Regions from separate parts of the Mus musculus genome. Here region 2 is linked to region 1. A link is a contact called in public promoter capture Hi-C data. All regions are on one chromosome and are shown on one strand. The core of a region is the stretch at or near the end of the contact, and the rest is flanking DNA. Distances in the headings are between cores, read along the strand shown. Region 1 overlaps Tnik (TRAF2 and NCK interacting kinase). Region 2 overlaps 1700112D23Rik (RIKEN cDNA 1700112D23 gene).

What was found. Capture Hi-C pulls out chosen DNA fragments and counts their contacts.
Region 2: a contact with region 1 is called in a promoter capture Hi-C map of pancreatic islet, with 4 times the contacts expected there. The contact joins two enhancer-like sites. A contact is called at or near these places in 10 of 39 promoter capture datasets (3T3-L1-derived adipocytes, the HPC-7 cell line, cranial neural crest and 4 more), 2 of 15 datasets of contacts at CTCF or cohesin (the NIH/3T3 cell line and liver), 28 of 484 Hi-C or Micro-C datasets (the AML12 cell line, the Patski cell line, cardiomyocytes and 12 more), 4 of 115 datasets of contacts at active chromatin or transcription factors (astrocytes, extraembryonic endoderm stem cells and hepatocytes) and 2 of 9 other capture datasets (embryonic tail and pancreatic islet).

Annotation. Positions count from the first base shown.
Region 1 is chr3:28,665,961-28,671,605 of GRCm38.p6, reverse strand. Tnik (TRAF2 and NCK interacting kinase) reads right to left here. Exons shown (of 33, transcript NM_026910.1): 32 at 5,378-5,517; 33 at 1,021-3,707. The coding sequence ends at 3,624. Among named protein-coding and RNA genes, the nearest start is that of Gm52603, 19 kb to the left of the region's middle. Within about 2 kb of position 3,880, at least 6 of the 459 cell types and tissues checked have an H3K27ac peak or open chromatin away from gene starts, as enhancers often do. A contact at or near this core is called in pancreatic islet, where this site is marked.
Region 2 is chr3:28,732,373-28,738,837 of GRCm38.p6, reverse strand. The region is part of intron 2 of 1700112D23Rik (RIKEN cDNA 1700112D23 gene); the gene reads left to right. Among named protein-coding and RNA genes, the nearest start is that of Slc2a2, 38 kb to the right of the region's middle. Within about 2 kb of position 1,262, at least 14 of the 459 cell types and tissues checked have an H3K27ac peak or open chromatin away from gene starts, as enhancers often do. A contact at or near this core is called in pancreatic islet, where this site is marked.

The DNA.
Region 1 (5,645 bases), core at 2,631-5,130:
GTACAGCACAAGAGGGATCAGAGACACAATCATCAATGCATCACGAGAGCAGACAGAAAAGTGTTAGACGTCTGTAGTGACAACCAGGAATTACAATGACTTTGAAAAATGTATGCTCGATGCAAGGTCTGTTCAGTGTGTATCCCGGAAAACAATGTAGTGTGGTAGTGTTAGAGACATGGAACCCAGTCCAAGGGGTCTTGGGAGAATTTGCCCTGACCTCAATGTATACTATTAAATAAACACAACAATAATAACGACAAAGTCTAGGTCTTGAAGTTTGTTTAAAATTCCCCAAGAAAAGCACTGAGCTTCATTTAACTAAGGCTTTCAGGTTCCATGTGGTGCCTAATATAAGTTGTTGTTTGTATGGTGTGGGATGGCTATGTATGATCTGAATGGAAATCGGTGTGGCGAAGATTCACAGTCCATCCATCTCTACCATTCACTGGATACAGGCATCCAAGCTACAACATATTAGCCAGCACTCATGAACGAAGGTCTCTTTCTAGGTTCCAGACCAATTCTGTGGCATGGGCATGCTCAGTGGGCTTGCTGGATAGTTAGCAATTTTGTGCATTGATAATGGGCAGGTCTACTAAAGCTTAATTGGGGTTTGCGGGTAGAAGCTATTCTGCTTTGTAGAAAAACAAAAACCTGGCTGATTTTTAGAAAAAAAAAAAAGTTTAAAGGTAAAGATCAAAACAGAAGACACTTTAAATTATAGTAGATAAATAGATCACACCCACCAGAAACAAACAAAAGAAAATCAACCCCAAATTTGGGATCTACATGAAGAATCACTAGGGCACCACTCTGATACTTTTTGCATGACCAAGGCCTCATGATGTCAGGATTGAGACCTGTCATAAATGCCAGAATATTTATTTCTGAGTATAACTGCTTCTAGGAATTCTATAAATGTATTTTAAGGAGCAGAGATTACTGGGGCCCTTTTCAATTTGGTTTGCTGTATGCTCAGTGCAAAATATTTGTACAAAAAAATATAAAAGGCATGGCTCAATGTTTAACGTCTGTGTTTTATTTTGTTGGCACCAGAAAAAGCTCATGTAATGTTATGTCACTGTACATACTGTAAACAAGACGGCATTAATATGTTTTCTTATGATTTTCTTGTTCCAATTAATCTAGATTTTAAAAAATACATTCACAAACTACCTTATGTTTAAACACAATGATTCCCTTTTATTTCTTAACTGTACCCAAAGTCCCACAATAAAAAATCATTTAAAGCTGTGTGTTTCAGATGTATCGCTTAGAAATAATGAAACGAAACAAAACATTAAAACAAAGATCAGTTTGCAACATAATTTAAGGAAGCCTCAGGTTCAAAACATCACAGCAGCAATATAAAGAGCTGGTGGCAATCGCATTTGGAGACAAGACCCAAATCTACATTATTTTTGTCCATATCAGCATCCAATTATGGTAGTTGCTAAATTCAACCCAGATCTATTGCTGAATTTGTCCCATGGAATTCATGAGGACAATGTTGTTTGGCAGCATAACCCCAGCAGTAAAAATGAGAACGGAAGGATTTCATTGCCTTTGAGAGCTAGAGGGACCATGACGGGCGCATCCTGGTGATCACTTGAAGACCACCCTGACTATATTTCTGTGTGTTACCTGCTTCAGATAACTGCAAACAATAATCACCTGTGGAGATTACAGATTTTCCCCTAGTCCAGAACTCAGAATAGTCCCCTTTCTCATCCCCTTTGGCCAACTACCAGATTAAAAAGGTGCCGTTTTCCTAATATAAGTTTCGTTCTCATTAATAGTACATCAGCTGCTCATTTCTTTAGGCAAAATCAGGAGAATCCCAGTTTTTGTCTTTCTTTTTTGATCCATTTACAGTAATTGTATTCTTTAAAAACAACCTGCATTAGGTTTTTGTCATTGGAGATTTTTTTTCCCCCTCCAATTTCTAAAGAACAATTTGGTCAACTACTGTTTTGAAAATATTCAATACAGCTGAGATTGCCAGGTGAGCTCTCTATATGTCTCCTGGAGATAACACTGCTGTGATGAACAGAGAAACAAAAACAAACAAAACGAGGTAGGTTAAAACAGGAAGCACAGCACAGATACCATTTCGCAACACCTGGATACCGTAGGCGGCCATGCTTATAGCTTTGAGGAAAATCCCAGTCAGTCACATAAAGGTTCAAATCATTCGAGTAAGGGTTTCTATAAGGACACAAGTCAACCTGAACTAAATACATACACATCTCTGCACAGATGTTGTTAACAGTATGTTGGAAAGTTTGGAGGAACATAACATGATTAGAGTCTTAGAATTTTGTCAAAGCCTTGCCTTTAGGTTCCCTAAAATCTGAGCTTTTGGTGCCTGCTGTGTGCGGCAGCCTTGCAAGTCTAGTTAGTCCCTCGACCCAGTAAGAACACAGGCAGCTCAGGAACATTTATTAGTAATTCTTCTCCATCACAGTTTTTCTGTTGAGAAAGTGGCACCCTTGGGAGGGTTTCCAGAGCATGGCTGTTATGTACCCCCAGCTCTGGGAAAGATCTCAACCAGTCACAGTCCTAACAAAGCCCAACTGAAGGGACCTCTTATCAAGGAGGCTTTGTGCCTTGAAGAAAGAACATGTGTGTATTTACATAGACATATTAGCTCATTTCTCAGAAGCTCCTTCTGGGTGACCCACCTGTCATCCCATCTTTTGCCCTGATCTGTTGCATAATAATTGAGGGACAGTCACATCCCAGAGTCCCTCCCCAGTCACAAGCCCACTCAACTCAATGGCATCGCTGTCCCATTCAACACCCTCCATTCCAGAAAGGGCCATATCAAAATATGGCCTGACAGACTCACAAGAGTGGTAGTTGATTTTATTAGGTTAAGGCTAATAGTTTAGCCATTTAAAATCTATTTCCCCAGAGAGGAGAAAACCAGCTATTTTGCTTCTCTTTCAAAAATTCATTAGCCAGTAGCAATTAAAAAAAAAAGATAAAATAAAACAAAACAAGACAAAACAAAAATAGCCTCTTGGGTTAGTGAAGGCAAGAAAATTCTTAAATTACCCCACTATGTGGTTATGGCCTTCAGTGCAGGGAGATAGGGTCCATTTATTGCGATGTTTCTCACTACTGGGAGTTGGAACTTTTACAACATACCATATACTTAAAGCTAGCAGGCAGACAGAATTTTAAAAAGACTATGTTCCCAGTATGCATTTCCCCCCATTCTTACAAAGTAAGGTGGTAAAGGGGGGAAAAAGTTAAAAAGTTCCAAACCAAAAAGAACTGAAAAGCCAGCATGAACACAGCTTAATCATAAGAGCACACAATATTTGTCTCTATCCCTAACTCCGAAGGGCACAAGGTCCATCTCTGTCCACAGACAATGCAGCATCCTCGGAATCGCTTGCCCAGCCATTCCCGCCACCTCTTTCTCTCCTTCTCAACCAGGCTGCAACACCAAAAAGGACTATATTGGGAGAGATGGAGGGAGAGGAAACGGAGAGAGCAGTATGTTCAACCAGGCCTTCTGATTCTGCCTCTAGACTGGCATACGTCCACATGAGTTATGTTCTTTTACATTAGAAATAACGCCATGAAGATAAGTGCCAAGTGCTCTTCTGTTACCAGTTCATCATGGAATTTCTGTTGAGGGTCATGAAAAACACTTGGCTACTTCCTCCAGATCGCACGGATGCAAAAAATACCTGTTTGAAATTAAAAACAAGTTAGTTCAACTTCATGGGTTTCTGTTTTCCCCCTTCTTTTTCTTCAACTGCCAGCCATTTTCTCTCACATGTCCTATCCTCACTGTGCATCGGCTCAGTGTCAATGGCCAGTGTTTACAGTGTTCTTTGGGTTAACACTTAGGCTCTCTGCTGATGCTAGCAGATCCCAGGCCAAGGGAGATAATGGTATTAATAAGCAGAAGCACAGTCCATTAGGTCTGAGCCAGTTCAATCATTTTATCAAAGGCCTGGGCGAAGTGAGCAGAATTTAGATGACTGCTTGCTTGAGCTGATTGTCAGTGAACCACTGCCCCAGGAAAATACTATATGGGGCTGTGCAATAGCCCTTCAGTAAGCCAGTGTCTGTGGTCTGAGGAATGAGTGTGTCACTAGTGAAAGTTTGTGCTACTTGGTGTCCATGGCTTCTTAAGAAGCTTGTGGAGTTGCTTGATATTTAGCTAAAGCTACAGGGGAAACTACAGCTACTCAGGGGTCAGGGAATAGAAACAGGGAGAAGAGTGGAGATCTGCTGAAAAGGTTGCTAGTTGTGAGCTCAGGGAGTAAACTAGAGGCACTAGCCCGAGAGGATGGGTTGGACCAGGCCTGCTGGGGTGGGTCACTGAGAACTACAGTATAGTGGTCAACACACAGAACATCTCATTTCTTAGGATCTAGGGACTGCAGAAGTGTTGGAGTCTCAATTGTTAAGACTGGTTTCTGGCATACTCTGATAAGACCCCTGGTAACTATCCTCGTCTTCCAGAGCTACTGCCCACTAGACCATACCAGGTCAGAAATAGTTAGCCAGGGTCAAAGAATCCAGATCCATATTACCAGGGTGGGATAAAGAGCAGTCTGGCCTCTGGGGAACTGGGGTGAATATAGAAATGTAAACAGTTCAACCCATCACGTTATTCTCTATGTGGACATGGTTGGTCGGGTGAACATAGTCTCAAAGGGTGGGCTCACAAATGTAGATTAGCTATTAAAGACTCCGGATTACTCTCCAGGGAGGGCAAGGCAGAGCATGACCACTTAAGTATACTCCTTTGAGGCGAGAGATCATGCTGGACAGACATGGTCACTTCCGTTGGAATGTAGCCCCCCCCCCCAACCCTTGTGACATGTCAGGAGACACATGGCTGAAATGAGACAGGACATGGCAGGAGTAGAGTTTGTGACTATGTTTCTTAGGAATGAGTGACATTGTTTAGAAGCTCATATTTCTACATGTCATATTTTCTACACTTAAAGGTGAATATAATATGAAAGCTAGGTCCCAACACTGTCTCTGTGAAAGGCCTAAAAGTGAAGGCATAAGGCTAACCCACTATGAGGTGACCAATGATGGGCTAGCTGCTCTAAGTGCATAGGAGAGTCTACAATGGTTGTCAAGTCACTGGAAGGCCCTCAGGCCACAAAAGTCACCAAGAGTTTACAAGAAAGTAAGAGATGTTTTATGCTGGTTTGGATGCATGAGTCATAGATTCTGAATGTTCACATGAATCAAACCAAGTAATGCCACTTCATTGTCATTGATCATTGAACACAGATGTGACTTGAGTCAGTATAAAGGAAAATGAAGGTTTCACAGGTACCTGGTGGTCTCTTAAAATGCAAACACTAAAGCAAAGTTGAAACGGATTTACCTTATCATTTCTTTCACATAGAAACTTTAACCTTTGAGCTCGTTTATGCATAAACACTCCATCCAAATGTCCTGTTTCCACTGACCGGATCTCAATAGCTTTCTCGCCCCAGCCCATTATCTGATTGGAATGAATGTAGGCTGTCAAAAGGAATTTCCAAAACTGCATTAAAAACATTAGATGGGCAACAACTCACAGCATTTGTTTACATCTTAACCACAAAAAGGACAAAGGACTTGAGATTAAACAGACAAAGAGAGTCTTACAA
Region 2 (6,465 bases), core at 13-2,512, 70 kb before region 1:
ATCTGAAAACCTCTGTAAGTTGCCTCATGCTGCCTAATAAAGAATGAATAAAGTAAGGAATTCTTATTTGCCCTTAAAATTCATAAGAGCAGTTGCAGCATATTACAGGAGAAGGAGGAAGGGACCTGAGAGTCAAAGGACTTCTATCCCAATTCTGCTTGGCTGTGTACCAGCTGAGAAAGTGTGTACAGTTTGCTTACATCCCAGTCACTTGGAGCCCTCATGTTGAAATGGCAGTAGTGGGAGCTGGAGAGAGGTCAGTGGTAAAGAGCAACTGCTGCTTTTCCAAAGGACCAGAGATGAGCACATGAGGCTGCTCACAACTGCCTGTAGCCCAGCACCTCAGCACCAGGGAACCTGACCTCTGCTGAAGGCCTGTGTGCCCCCTCACAAAAAATAAAAATGAATTTTGGAATACTCGCAGAGTCCAGAATGGTGACAATGTGGGAAAGACTGTGACAGTGGCGCAGACTGCTTCATACGGCAAGCCCGTTTTCATAGCTGGAGACTCCAACATTTCCATCAGTAATCCACAGGAAAATCTCAGTCCTTTCAAAGCAATCAGTAAGGATGCAGGAGATCTGAGCGACATTTTTCCCGGCTGGCAGTCGTAGAACTCTCAGCCCATGGTACTGAGTACCAGGGCCAGAGTTAGTAGAAGTACTTGCATCTAATTGTAACACAATTAGAATGGACATTTTATGTAATTGCAGAAAGGTGGGAGAACTGTTCTTATTTCATATTATATGCAACCCATTTTCCCTTCCCACCTCCATCATTCCTCATTTGCACCATTTAGATATCTTCAAGAAGCTGTGAGCGAGGGCAGGTGCCTCCTTATGTCACTGTGCCTTTTCCTCCTGAAACATGAGATGTAGCAAGGTGGGGCTGGGGGAGGGGTGGCACTGCTGAGGGTGAGCACTGACTTCCATGTCAATCACACAAGAGAATAGGCTGGTCACGGTCACAGGCAGGGACTGCCGCCACCTCACCCAGAGGCTCTTCTCATAAAGCCTCCCCACCAGTTTCATAGGCCAGCAAAGTGGTGTTAGGTGATGCTGTAGTTGATTGCTTAGGTGGGTCTCCTTGTGTGTGAAATCAGCTCCTTTCCAATTAAGACTAAGACTGAGACAGTACAGAAAAGTTTATATATCATATGTCAGAGTACACATAATATGTGATATGCAGTACGTATGTCACATGAATAAATGAGGAGGAGAAAAGGAACCATTGCCTTGGAACTGCTTGCTGGAGCCCTCATGATGACACCGGCAGAGCTGGCGGTGAGTAAATAAGGTTGGGGCTGTGTGCTTTTGGCAGCACCCCACCCACATGCCAGTTCAAGAAAGCGCCCATGAACAAAAGCGTTTGAGTGTTTCGAATTAGGAACTAAATTACTTTTAGAAGTAAAGAATCAGAATAGTGGTAGGTAGCTCCAGTTACTTATTTGACAAAACAGAGGAGAGCTGATGGGGCTTGTCTTAATGTATTAGGAAAACAACCTCTGGGCCCCTGCTGACAGGACAGTTTCTCCAAGTGCTATTAATTAGAATGTGTTATTAGCTAACAGCAGGGAGCACACACCCTTTGCATGTTAACTAAAGTGCAATCGCCATTTAGCTAGTGGGCCTTGCTCAGTCTTCAAAACAGTCTTAATCATTAGTGAGTTAGTTAAACTATAACATCATGAGATAAAAATAATCACTGGTGTCACTTGGGAACAAGTTTGAACTGGACTGGTCAGATGTTCTCAGTATAGTCAGTGCTGACTGCGTTGATTGCTGGGTGACAGTCAGCTATGGACACATCTGGACAAACCCAGCTCCAGATGCAGCCACTTCCACTGCTCTCCCAGGGTTGCACAGTATCCTGAGATCAGAGGGACTGGCACATTGCTGCATTTTGCTGAAGTTGGGTGTGAAGGGGTGGTACTGGGGGCTCCATCTTCAACTCTCAGTTACCCAGAATCTTACAATATATAGTTGCAATTCATGTATTTCTGATGTTTTATTTTCTAATTAATTAATTATTATTGACTCTACCTTGGTAGGTGTTGAAATGGTGGCAAAGCTCATTCAAGCCTCCTTGGTTGATCTTGGGAGAGTGCTTCAGTACTAGCGCAGAGGTTGTGAGGAGAAGCTAACATTCTCTTGCAGGGGTATCTCTTTTCCATTTTTTAAAAATGATGGATGTGTGTAAAATATATTCAGAGATGAAGAATAACGTACATGTAAGATAGAGAGACTGAATAATGTGTGTGTTCTGCATACCAACATTTGTCACATTTGCCATCTTTATTCCACTTAATAAGATGACTTTCCCCATTTCATTTACTTTCCAGCACATGACACATGTTCATTCTCTCTTATGGTGGAAACAATGCTCCCATGCATGTGTTTGGCATGTCACATTGGTTCATCCATTTGTTTTTGATGGACATCTAGGTATTTCCTTGTCTTGGCCGTTATGAATACTCCTGCATAAACATGGATATCTTTGTATATCTATGTGATATCCTGCTTTAGATCGCATCTTGTGTATACCCAGGAGTGGGATATCTGGATCATACAGTAGTCTTACCTCATATTTTTTGGCAGATATTGGCAGTCACAGTGCTTGCATTAGTGCACTGGCTCAGAAGGAGTGTGTAAGATAGTCTTCTCTCTGCATCCTTACATGGGTGGTTGTTTCTGACTTGGGGAAGATGGAATCTCACTGCAGTTTTGGTTAAACATTTTTTTACATATGTATTTGTTGGACATTTGTAATATTTTCTTTTTAAAAATAAATTTACTGGGGCTCAGTGTTGAAGACCACTTGCTGCTCTTGCTGAGTTTTGTTCCCAGCATGCACATGGTGGCTCATAACTATAACTTTGGTTCCAGGGGATCCAATGACTTCTTCAGACCTCTGCGTGCATCACACGTGCACATGTACACATACATACATGCAGGGAAAAGTGTATACATATAAAATAAATAATGTTTAAAAGCTTAGCATACAAAGTTTTACAGGTCTTCTTAGGGACATTCCATATATCCTTCCTTCTCTAAGCTTGCTATTCCCATTCCTCATGCCCCTCTACCAGCCTTCCCCGCTGCCTCCGGAACCCCCTTAGCTTGCTACTCCCGTTCCCTGCTCCCCCACTCCCTCCAGCACCCCCTTTAGAGTTTATATGCCATGTAGTCACCTTCCTCCTGGTGCTGTTCCCTTAGGATCTCCTCTCCCATCTCACAGGCTCCTTTCCAGTTTCCTGGCCTTTCCCCTCAGTGCCCCCACCTAGACACACCTAGTAAATGGCTAAAGCTGTGATCTACAGAGGAAAGAGAAGAGAGGGTCTCTATCTCTCTGAGCCCTGATTACCTTGTTGTACTTATCTATTCTCCTACAGATTATATATTTTTTATGCACAAATAAGATTCTATTGACCCAATACTCAAATAAGCCAATTTTCTTCATAGTCTATAGATGAAGTTCTGTACCATTTGCTATGACCTGACCACTCACCTCTCTTGCCAGTTCACACTCAACACTCCAAATTCAGTTAGCTGCTTTGGCACAGTAGACAATAAGGGTGCAATGAGTTCATATGTGGGGGACCCTAATCAAGAGGGGCAGTGTACTTGTTAGAAAGCACACATGCTAGAAGTCTCTTCCTCCCCCCATGTGCACACACAGTTCTCCTGCCTGCCCAACTGTGAGAAACAGTTCAATACTGGTCTAGGTGTTTTGTCACAGCAGGACAGGCTGGCTGATACTCCATTTAGGGACGAAATAACTTGCACATCACACAGTCACACTTGAGCTAATGCATTCTTTGAGGGTGACTATTTGGGCCTAAGCAAGATTAATGCTGTCTTTATTTTCATTTCACACAGGAGTGAGTGACTGAAACTTGAAACTGTGTGACTTGCCCAGAATGACTCAGCTGAGAACTCTGTGATGAGGGTGCATGCAGCCCTGCAATGCTGCTGGCCCTGTGGTGAGGGCACAGCCCAGCAATGCTGCTGGCCCTGTGGTGAGGGCACAGCCCAGCAATGCTGCTGGCTTCAGTGCTTAATCCAGGAGTTACTTACCTCTAGGAATCCTGTTCAGAGCACAGGCCCGTCTTACTCTTTGTCTGCTGAAGGCTGTCTATACAACATGAATAACCGTAACTTTTCTACATTGTCTCACAAATGTCTACAGATTTTAATCCATCTCTTATTTCCTCTTTCTTCCTAATAGCAAGCTTTGCCCACTGCTGTTGTTGTTTTAGATGAGTCTTGTTTTGTAGTCCACTCTGGACTTGAACCAGCAATCCCGTTTCCTTAGCATCTTGAGTACTGGGGTCTCAGGTATGTGCCATATACTTAGCTGTTGCTATCAAACTTTCTCATGCTCTGTTATTTGCCTTCCTCTAATTCACCCTGAAGTTCTTTCTCTATTCCTCTTTTCTCTCAGCCTAGAAACATTCACATATGATTAGGGTTGGTTTTTAATGCCAGCTTGTCACAGATTTCAGTGGCCTTCATAGATACTCATCTGAAAAAGTTCCCTGGTCATCTTGATTGATGTGGGGAGATCTGCCCTCTGGTAGAAGCATCTTCTAGTAGCAGTTCAGACAAAAATGGCAGAAAGAAATCGGCCTCCTCACCCGTTGCTTGCTTGGTCTTCCCTCTTGCCTCCAAGTTAACTTGCTCTGTTGCTGTTGCTGCTTCCTTTGCTGAGATGAGAATGAGCCTTTCAAGCTTTCTTTGTAGCACAGGGACCACACACCCCCATTGGTTCTGTTCCTCTGCAGGATCCTGACTAATCCATATTCTCTTTCATCATAATAAGACCTTGCATTGGTCTTCAGCTTGCAGATGCATTTCTTATCCCAGCATGCACCTCTAGGAGAAGGTAATCTGTCTCTCATTTCTTTTCTATTATTAGAAGCAGGATACATAATGAAGAAAACTGGGAGAACATGTTCAAATGGAGAACAGTCCACACCACACAAGTTCTTTACTTTTTTACTTCATAAAATTAAAAGCCAAGATTGTTGAACTGATTTTAAAATTTTCATCTCTCTGTCTCTCTGTCTCCCTCTGTCTGTCTGTCTGTCTGTGTGTGTGTGTGTGTGTGTGTGTGTGTGTGTGTGTACACATATGGAGGTCTATGAACAACTTATGGGAGTCAGCTCTCTCCTTCCACTATGTGGGCCTAGGGATGGAACTCAGGTCATCAGGCTTGGTGTCAAGTGTATTACACCTGAAGATATCTCACCGGCCCTGGAAATGTTTGGGCTATATGTCAGGGTTTTCCAGAGTAACAGAACTTACAGAATGAATCTCTCTCTCTCTCTCTCTCTCTCTCTCTCTCTCTCTCTCCCTCCTCCCCCTCCCTCTTCCCCCTCTGTCTCCATCTCCATCTTCATTCATATATATATATATTCCAGTCCAAGATTCTAGTACTTGTTCAGGCCATTAGCTGTATGTTTCAGCTGGTCTTCAATATGTGTTGGAATCTTGAAGAAGTAGGCTCTGATGCCAATGAAGGACTGGACTTGCTAGTGAGGTAAAAGCAAACAAAGAGCAACAACTTTCTTCTTTCATGTCTTACAGAAGATTCCAGAAGAAGGCGTGGCCCAGATTAGAGCTGGGTCTTCCTATCTTGAGAGTCAAGATTAGAACTAGATCTTACCACTTCAAATTAAGCAAAAATATCTCATATGTGTGCCCCATTTTGGGGGGGGGGGGCTTAGTTAATTCAAGATGTAGTCAAGCTGACAACCAGGAATAGTCATCACAGGCTATAACTTATAAATGGCTTGCGGAATTAAATAACATTGCTTATTTTATTCCTATTGGTCTACTTAGGAAAATATTTTCCTAAACAATTTTTATAGGCTTATTTTATTTGTGTGTGTGTGTGTGTGTGTGTGTGTGTGTGTGTGTATGTGTATGATGTGTATGCTATGTGTGTGTACGTGGGTATGAGTTTCCTGCAGTCAGTTGAGGCTGCCATGTGGGTGCTGGGAACTGAACCTGGTTCCTCTTCAAGAACAGTGACAGCTCCTAATTGCCTAGCCATTTCTCAAATCCTTTACATTTTTAAACAACTTTTTAATAAACTTTTAAAAAATTATCTATATTTGTATGTTGAATATTACTTCAAAATATTCAACATATTTCAAAATATAATTTTGAATACTTATATTTAGAATAACAATAAGTGGTCATTGAATTTATATTGAATACTATTTTATTTTACAAATAAGAACTCCTCATCTATTAATAGGCAGGTTGATCACAAAAATACTTAACCCATACCATTTCCTCATATTTCTTTTTTATAATGTTAGGCTTGTACATACAAAATTGGTGATATACAACTGGGCCACACCTACTTCTTGTTGAGATAAATTTGTAAAATAACTGATTATCTGATGAATTTGATTTTGTCAAAATTATAGGTGTTCCATTATCTGTATTTGCTAAT